2 separate regions of the Muntiacus reevesi genome follow, and region 2 is linked to region 1. Evidence: chromatin contacts called from public Hi-C data. All regions are on one chromosome and are shown on one strand. Each heading gives the region's core, a stretch centred on a gene start, on an enhancer-like site or on the middle of the called end of the contact. The rest is flanking DNA. Distances are from core to core; before and after follow the strand shown. Region 1 holds the start of GTDC1 (glycosyltransferase like domain containing 1). Region 2 holds the start of ZEB2 (zinc finger E-box binding homeobox 2).

What was found. Hi-C and Micro-C count contacts between places; a contact is called where the count stands out from the background.
Region 2: a Hi-C map of blood shows a contact between it and region 1, with 2.5 times the contacts expected there. The contact joins the promoter of ZEB2 here to the promoter of GTDC1 in region 1. A contact is called at or near these places in 2 of 3 Hi-C or Micro-C datasets (blood and muscle).

What each region holds. Positions count from the first base shown.
Region 1 is chr3:219,532,142-219,536,422 of mMunRee1.1, reverse strand. It overlaps GTDC1 (glycosyltransferase like domain containing 1), which reads left to right and starts at 2,170. Exons shown (of 13, transcript XM_065931478.1): 1 at 2,170-2,242.
Region 2 is chr3:219,725,392-219,729,375 of mMunRee1.1, reverse strand. ZEB2 (zinc finger E-box binding homeobox 2) reads left to right here and starts at 1,705. Exons shown (of 10, transcript XM_065931488.1): 1 at 1,705-1,837.

The DNA of each region.
Region 1 (4,281 bases), core at 921-3,420:
GTGTTTTGGCTGTGACATGACCCCAGTGTCCTGGCCAGAATTGCTTGGAACAAAGATGAACCCTGACCAGGTGAGATGGAGCTTATGCAAAAGGGATGGTTGAAATCAGTGGGACGATATGACCTCTGATAGCAAAACTTTCCTAGTTAACGCCATGTATAATTTCATACATCACTTAGGCCATGTAGGAAAAACTGCAGAGTCAAAGACCTCTGATGTATAATAACTTTATGTGACTAGTGACTATAACCCAGATGCTGGCAGATATGTGAGTCAGAAGATCTGAGTTTGAATTCTGACTTTGTTTCCAATTAATCTGGGTAATACTGAGTAGTATTTACCCTTTCTGGATGTCAGTTCTTCAACTGTAAAATGAAAAGATTAGACTCCAGATGATATTAAGGACTAGATAAGCAATTATAACATTGTAAGACTGGATTTCCAGTGCAGTGAAATGGCAGCCATAGCCTTTGGAGTTAGTTCTTCTTATACTTGTTCCACGGATAGGATTTACTAGCTTTATGTGTTTTTAGGAACACTCACTTTCAGCTTTTGGCATTTATAGTTTTCTGTTTCCCAATTTGTGTTAAAGGGGATGGACAGATGGTTGATTAGGCTTTTACATGCTTATAATGCTGTTGTTCAGTTCAACAATGGTTTTAAACTTCAAGGGTCTACATTGAGCCTGGATTTTGTTTAGAATGTAAGATAGTTTTTACTCTTCAATTTAAGGATAATAATGTTTACTCACATAATTTAAAGCAACTTGTGGATGTAGCTCCAAAGGCCTAATCAGTTTCCCTCATTTTGTTATGTTTAATTCATTTCCACATCACAGCCCAACTCTTCCAAGTTGCAGTTTTTAAAATGAAGTTACCAGAGTTCTAGCTACATTTGCATGTTTTGCTGCCTTCTAACTCATTTAACCCACAAGAGCTTTCCAAATACAAAACACTTTGATTCGGAATCACAGAAATTGAAATGTGGAAGAAGCACATTCCTCCTTTTACAGGTAAGAAAACAGATCTAAAAGATCCTGGTGCTCTTCTGCTGAATATGAATTTTAAAAATAAAAGAGCTAAAGTGAGGTTAGATTGCAGAGAAAACAACAGGCAAAATGTGTGAACTTTAATCCCCAACAGGACCTGTGTCATTTAATATGTTAATGCACAGAAAAAGATTGGATGGGACCCATGCAAGTCTAAGATTGTCATCACTGCTATTGCTCAGGTTTGGGATTTTTTTAAATACTTTATTTGTCTGCACTGGGTCTTAGTTGTGGTAATTGGGATCTTCCATCATTATTGTAGCATTCAGGATCCTTTTTTACTTTGTGCATGCCAGATCTAGTTCCCTGAGCATGAATCGAACCCAAGCCTCCTGCACTGGAAGGACCAAGTCTTAGCAACTGGACAATCAGGGAAGACCCAGTTTTGTGATTTTTAACTACTTCAGAGACTATTCAGGTGAGTGGGGTCGCGCATATGCATTTGTTTAACTCCGACACTGCATCTGAAGTATTTGGAGCAGTGAGAACAGAAAAGACGCTCAAATTGTAGGTAAAGAAAGAAGCGAGCCTTTCCACAGGGTTCCGAGGTGACCAGAGGGAGGGAAATTAGAACGCGCTGGCAGAGCAGGCGCTCAGGAGGTGGGAGCTGCACGGCAGGTAGCGGGGGCAGGGAAGAAGTCCAGTCCGTGCGGGGACCCTGAGGCTCCAGCAGGCAGGGGAGAGGAACGGGGACCAGGAGAGAAGGGACTGGCAAGAAACTGCAAACTGAGGCTGACCCAGTGAGCAGCGAAGATCTTCTAGAAAGAAAAGAAGGCATGAGAGCTTACAACCAAATTAGGGGTTGAGGAAAGAGTACTAAAAACCTTCAGGGGAAGACAGGGGTGCGGCCCGGAGATGGGAAAGGTGGGCGGCAAAGCGAGGTCTTCGGGCAGTGAACAGGTAAAGAGGTGCGGGGGTCCAGAGCTCACACGTGGTAATCTCCAGAAGGCGGGAGCGGCCGCTGAGTCAGGGACCCGCAGCGTCCCGGCGGCGCTGGAGGCGGGGTCTTGAGCGCGTGGGCGGACCCAGTGGGCGGGGCATGCGCCTGACGCGCCCCGAGGCCGCTGCGGCCGCGGGCCGGGCGGGGCGGCGGCGGCGGCGGCTGCGGCCGCGGGGGAGGGGCCCGGCGTCAGCGCGTCGCCGGCTGGGCCGCGCCGGTGGCCAGGAGGGAGAGACTAGGAGGAGGAGGAGGAGGTGAGTAGGCTCCGGGCTGGGGAGCCGCGCGGGCCGGCGGGGAGGCGGGGAGCGCAGCCCCTCCCCTCCGCTCCAAGGCGCCCGCCTCGCGGGGCCGCGCGGCTCGGAGTTCCCAGAGGGGTTTTGGCGGCGGCGGCGGCGCAGGGAGCCGGGGGAGGGGAGGGCGGAGCTGAGGGCCGCGCGGGCGGCGTGCTTCCCGGGCGCACGCGCTGCACTGGCGGTGCCGCGGCAGCCGCGCGCCCCGAGCCGGGCGCCCGGCCTGCTGCGTCTCAGTCCTGCTGCACACTGGCCATTTTCTGACTCCCTTTTCTTGGGTTCTGCGTTTTCTGCGGGCCGGCTTCCCGCAGCTCCGCGCGCCGCTGCCGCCTCTTCGCTCTGCCGCGGGAGTGGGTGGGGTTGCGTCGCCTCCTGGCCGGGAGGAGGGGGCCAGGTTCCCGGGCTCGGCCCTAGGGCCCTCCTCGCTGATCTGGAGACGGCCGGGCCGGTGGTCCTTCGCGCCGCGCGGCCGCAGGCCTGCCTGAAGGACCCTTGGCGTCTGGCCCAATTATTGCCCTCAGTTTCCTGACCTCAGGAGCCCCTGACTTACTCTGCGGAGACTTAACGACCTCACGCACTCTGAGCACCCCCGCTTCTCTCCTGTGAGGATCCAGCATACACTTTGTTCTAATCGGGCTCCAGGCAGTTTGTCCTGGTGGAAATGTCCTCGGAATTAATCCTGTAAATCCAGACACGTACCCAACAGCGAAGTTGCAGTACTATAGTAATTTAACCTTTAGTCTCGGGCGAGGTTTTTTTTTTTTTTTTTTTCCCCCTTTCTCCTCTCTGGCGAAGGCAACTTTATAGAGTCTTCTGAGAACTGTACTGCATTAGATTATCTTCGAGATAATTCTTAAGTTAGCGCCTGGAGGCAGTGTGATGGGAGGTTCAAAGAGAAGGCTATGCACTTTTTCCTCCACCGTATCACAGTTCGAAGTGGAAAACGTGCGTTGACGGTGATTTTCCACATGAGGTGGGTTGCAGAGTGCAGCCCCCGTGAGCCGTGGCTCGCCTTGGTTCCTGGGTGCTACCCCTGAAGTTGATTTTAAAGCTCAACAGAATGGTCAGGTAAAGGAGCTGCTCAAAGAAATCCAGTATAATTCAATAGAGCCATTTTATTGGATTCTATTAACCTGTTTAACCTTAAACTAAAGCATGGCGGGAGTTTCATGTAGGAACCCACATACAAAGTGTAATACCGAATTTTAATTAGTGCGTTCCAGGTTTGAAGTGGAATAGTCTCCTCAGCTCACACTGCCTTTCATTATGCATTTTCCTTAGGATCTTGTTTTAAAGAAACAGTTTTAGTATAGAGGGTGGGAGGAGTACCCTTTGAATCAGGAAACTTTCTTTGACGAACTTGAAAACTGGATAGGTAAACTCTGAACCTTGATACTGAGATAAGGTAGGAAACTGAAGTTTATAGCATTACCACTTGGAGAAGTTCTTGTTTTGAAACCATGTTGACGTCTTAATTTCACTGACTGCAGAAATACTGAATTTTCTGTGTGTGAGGAACCTCAGCACCTGATGATTAGTTATTGATTATTAACTTAATCCAGCGTCATTATTTTGCAGAAAGTAACCCAAGTTTCCTGAAGAGATTTAACATGAACTGAAGAGAACTAGTTGACTTAACTGAACACTTAAGTAGATAGATACTTTAGACCTCCACAATGGATACTTTTGTATCAAAATTTGTTTTGATTTTGATGTCTTAAAAGCCAAATAATTACTGACTTTTAATTTTTTCCCCATATTTTGAGTATATGCCTTAGTATATGCCTTGTGATTTGGACTCATTAGATACAAATTATATTTAAGGAGTGTTTACATTTTACCAATTGAAACAATAATTTCCAGTTTGTTTGAATTTTGTAACTATTTTCATTTCAAGAATGTTTGTTCATATTCTTGATTCAGGTAGTCTGTGCCAATTCCAGGAGCTTGGCATTTCAAGAATCCTAGAGTTATGATGTATGTAACCTTGATATAATAAAGAA
Region 2 (3,984 bases), core at 456-2,955, 190 kb before region 1:
AGACTGAAAACTGGGGGCTGTAACATATTAACAATATTAAAGCAGAAAAAAAAAATATGGCATGAGGCTGTCCTTCAGTCCTCTTGACACCTCCACCTTTACCTTTGCAAAGAAGTCCAAGACTGTGGGACTGAAAGTTTATTTGTGCTCTGAGGTTCACAAGCACTTTCACTCTTTAAAAAAAAAAAAAAAAAAAAGCCTCACAGTTCTTTAAGAAATTGAGCCTGAACCACTGGAGGCTAAGAGATTTCTTCCTTTTCCGATAAATGCCTGTGCTCAGCATCCTCAAATTTGGCTGTCTTTATTTACTTCTATATTAGTTCCAATTATGTGCAGTGTAAACCAGCTTTTTGATTAACAAAACAGCAGAGCATTGGTTAAGAACACTTAAACTTCAAAAAAAATTCCCCTGGGAAGTAGGCTCTGAATTGGTTAATAATGTGCAGTACTTGCTAAATTGCTGACTTCCAGATGTGGAAAATATCTTTCTTGTTTAGGACCTATGTAACCTGATTGGATTACGACAGAAGCGTCACGTTGGAAGCTTTTGAGTGATTATTTAATTAACCATACAGTAGAAAGCTGTATTCTCCAGGAAATCCCTTCCATATTTACATAACCAATCCCTTCAGAGCAAAGGTGGAGTCTTTTCTTTTTAATTTTACTTTAATTGCAATATCAAAAAATATATACTCCAAAACTTAGACCCCATGCCGTTTAATATCGTGCTCTTCCTTCCCTGCTAAATTCCTCTATGGCCTTTCTCCTTTTCCTCCTGCCTCCCTCCACACACTCCCTCACTTTGTAGTGAGGTCTCCTTGAGATGCAGAGAGATTCAGAGATCGGTCAACTCAGCGCTCTATGTTAATTTACTTAGAGACCCTTTTTAAAAATGCCAACCCACTTTTTAGTATTGGGATCCAATCCAGAAGTTCATCACATACACACACCCCAACACACATGCCCTAAAATGCAGCTCACATACAGCAATTTTCCCCCCTCTGGCTCTGGCATCTTGAAAGAAAATAATAATAATAATAATAATACGAGAAAGGGCAAAAAATTTAGTTCCAGAAACCGTGCTGAGAAATCCACACAACTTAATGTGCATCTCAAATCTGGTTATTAGAGATATCTGTATAAGAAGAGGCGATGTGGATTGAGGAACCGGGATCTTTCCCTTTAACTTTCGCCCCTTAGAGTTCTCCAGTTCTGTGAATGGTGTGCACCGTTTTCCGCCCTGTACTCTGTAGGATTTAGTGATGAGGATAATGATGCCAAAGGCTTGACGGTGGGGGGGGGGGGGCGGGAGGGGGGGCGTGGAGAAGAGAGGGAGGGAGGGAGGGAGGGAGGCGAGAGGGAGGGAGAGAGGAAGGGAGGGAGGTGGAATTTCATTTCTTCCACTAAAGCGTTTGCGGAGACTTCAAGGTATAATCTATCCCAGATCCTTTCCCAGAGAGAAACTTGGCGATCACGTTTTCACATGATGCTCACGCTCAGGGCGCTTCAATTATCCCTCCCCACAAAGATAGGTGGCGCGTGTTTCAGGGTCTCTCTCTCTCCTACAGAAAAGAAAAAGAAAAAAATGTCATTAGAAGAGGCGTAACACGTCAGTCCGTCCCCAGGTTTGTGTTTCCTGGAGTGGCCGAAAGAGATCAGTTCTAACCTGCTCCGCAGGAATAACGGTCCTGCCTCCAGACACTCTTGGCGAGGTTTTGTACAGTTTGCTCCGGGAGCTGTTTCTTCGCTTCCACCTTTTTCTCCCCCACACTTCGCGGCTTCTTCATGCTTTTTCTTCTCACCATTTCTGGCCAAAACTACAAACAAGACTTCGCAGGTAGGTTTTTTTTTCCCCCTTTTCTCTCTTTTTATTCCTTTTTGGCATGGTCACCCCCCCCACCTTCCTTTTATGATTTTCTCCTTTTAAGTGGGGATGTGAGTCTAAAGTGAGGAGTGTCTGTGGGTAGGAATTTCAGGTGGGTTTAGCTCCTTTATGGGAAGCTTTTCCCAAGAGTGACTTCTTCGATTTTTCTCGCACTCCTTCTGTCTCTCTCCTTCTTTTTCTCCCCTTTTTTTCCTCCCCCAAATAATTTGCCCTGTACCTGTCCATTCAGGTAACCAAAGGTGCCTTTTACTACCCAGCCTTGGAAAAGTTTTATTGAGAACTGTATGGTTGGAATAAAAACTCTTCAAGGGGAGAGATTTTGCTCTGTTTTCACGTCTAGTTCCAATTCATTGTATTCAGCAATTAAAACTTGGCAAATACCTGTTAATAATTACAAAACTTGATGGACACAAACCTACCAAATTCGGGAGCAAGTCTTTCTCTTAGATATGGCAGTCCAACCTTTCCCACCGAAGAAGGCTGTTTTCTAAGTAGAAAGTTGCCTGTTTTTGTCTGCTTAGCGAGTTTCATTTCTTTATTTCATTCTTTGTGTGTGTATATATGTGAAGTAACACCTCACTTCTGTGATGATAAATAAAGAAGTGAAAGTCCTCATGGAACTTGAGTCGTTTACCAAAGGGGGGGGCTCACTACAGCTGGGAAGAAAACTGCCGTCAGGATGTTAGGGTTTTAAATTAAGGATAACTTTTGAAATTGTATTTCCAGTGGCAAAGTCATATAGAGACAGAAGATACACTCAAATATCCCATTCCATACTTTGGCACTGAAAAGTCGAGATAGCAGGAGTTCCCAGGAACAGGGGTGATCCCGGTTAACATGAATGTGTGTCTCCCACCTACTTACATATTTCACATGCTCCCCCTATAATGATGAAGGTAAGATTACTAACTCCAGAGTTAGAAATAACAGGCAAAGATAAAGTTTACAGCACAAATGCCCTGTCTGTCCCTCACACACACATGCTCATAAAACTAGCAGCTTACTTTATTAAACATGTATTTATATGCAATCGTGCGTAAGTCTCAGCAGGAATACAGACAGGCCAGCTGTTTCTTCCCAGACACTTGTGTGTCCATTTCTGTATTTCAGGATTTTTCCCAACAATTTCAAATCCACAGGAGAGCCAAGACATGACAAAATGTGTCAAACTTAAAAGGCTGCCACTATGCCTAGGTTAAATTCAAGGTGCTTTCTAAATCATTTACTTCCCTTTCTCTCTGCAACCCCCCCCCCCCCCCCCGCCCTTACCCCTCTCAGCAAATGTGTGGAAACTGATACTCACTTTCCAGGTTTTCCGCAAAGCTTCTAGCACAGGAGACAATAGGTGCGGGGCGTGGGGACCGAGTGTAGTCGGCAGAGAAAGGGTTAATGGCCCTTGTGTTACAGTTTGCATCTGTTACATCTTTTATAGCCCCCTGTTTAAACTAATCCTCGAGGCACAGCATCTTCCCAACCTCCATCGAGTTTCGGGATTCTCCTCCTCTCCTGCCTGCCTCCGAGGTTCCCCTTCTCCAAGTTTTGACAGTTTCAGCTGAAAAAATGCAGCGCCTCTCTCGATTTTTAGGTACAAAAGTTTCGAAGCCGGAAAGGATACGATCATTCAGTAGGGCTGAAAAGTATTGTCGTAGCGGTTGGACTTTCTCTTTCCTTTCTTGAGGGGGAAAAAACAATTTTCTACTGGAACTATTTAAGGGAACCAGTGTGGGGGAGCATGTGTGTGAGTGAGGTGGGGGGAAATACTTAAGTAAATATTGTCAAAGTGGAGAAGGTGGCGGCGGGGTGGGGGGGGGGGGAGGGAGGGACAGTGTCCAAAGAGGCTTATAATTATATTTCTTATTGCGGCGTGAAACGGGAAATCCTAATTTGGGGGCGGGGGTGTGGGGGGGGAGGAAGAGACAGTGTCTCGATGAACTCCGAAAGGGGAGGGGATGGGACGCGGGGCGAGTGGGCTTCCTATAATTACTATTATCAACTTGCCCGAGTGTGCTTCATCGGGGGTTGTTTCGCGCTGTTTGTTTGTTTGCCTGCTTCCTCTGGGGAATGGGGTGGGGGGTGGTGAGACAAGATGAGAGCTAAAG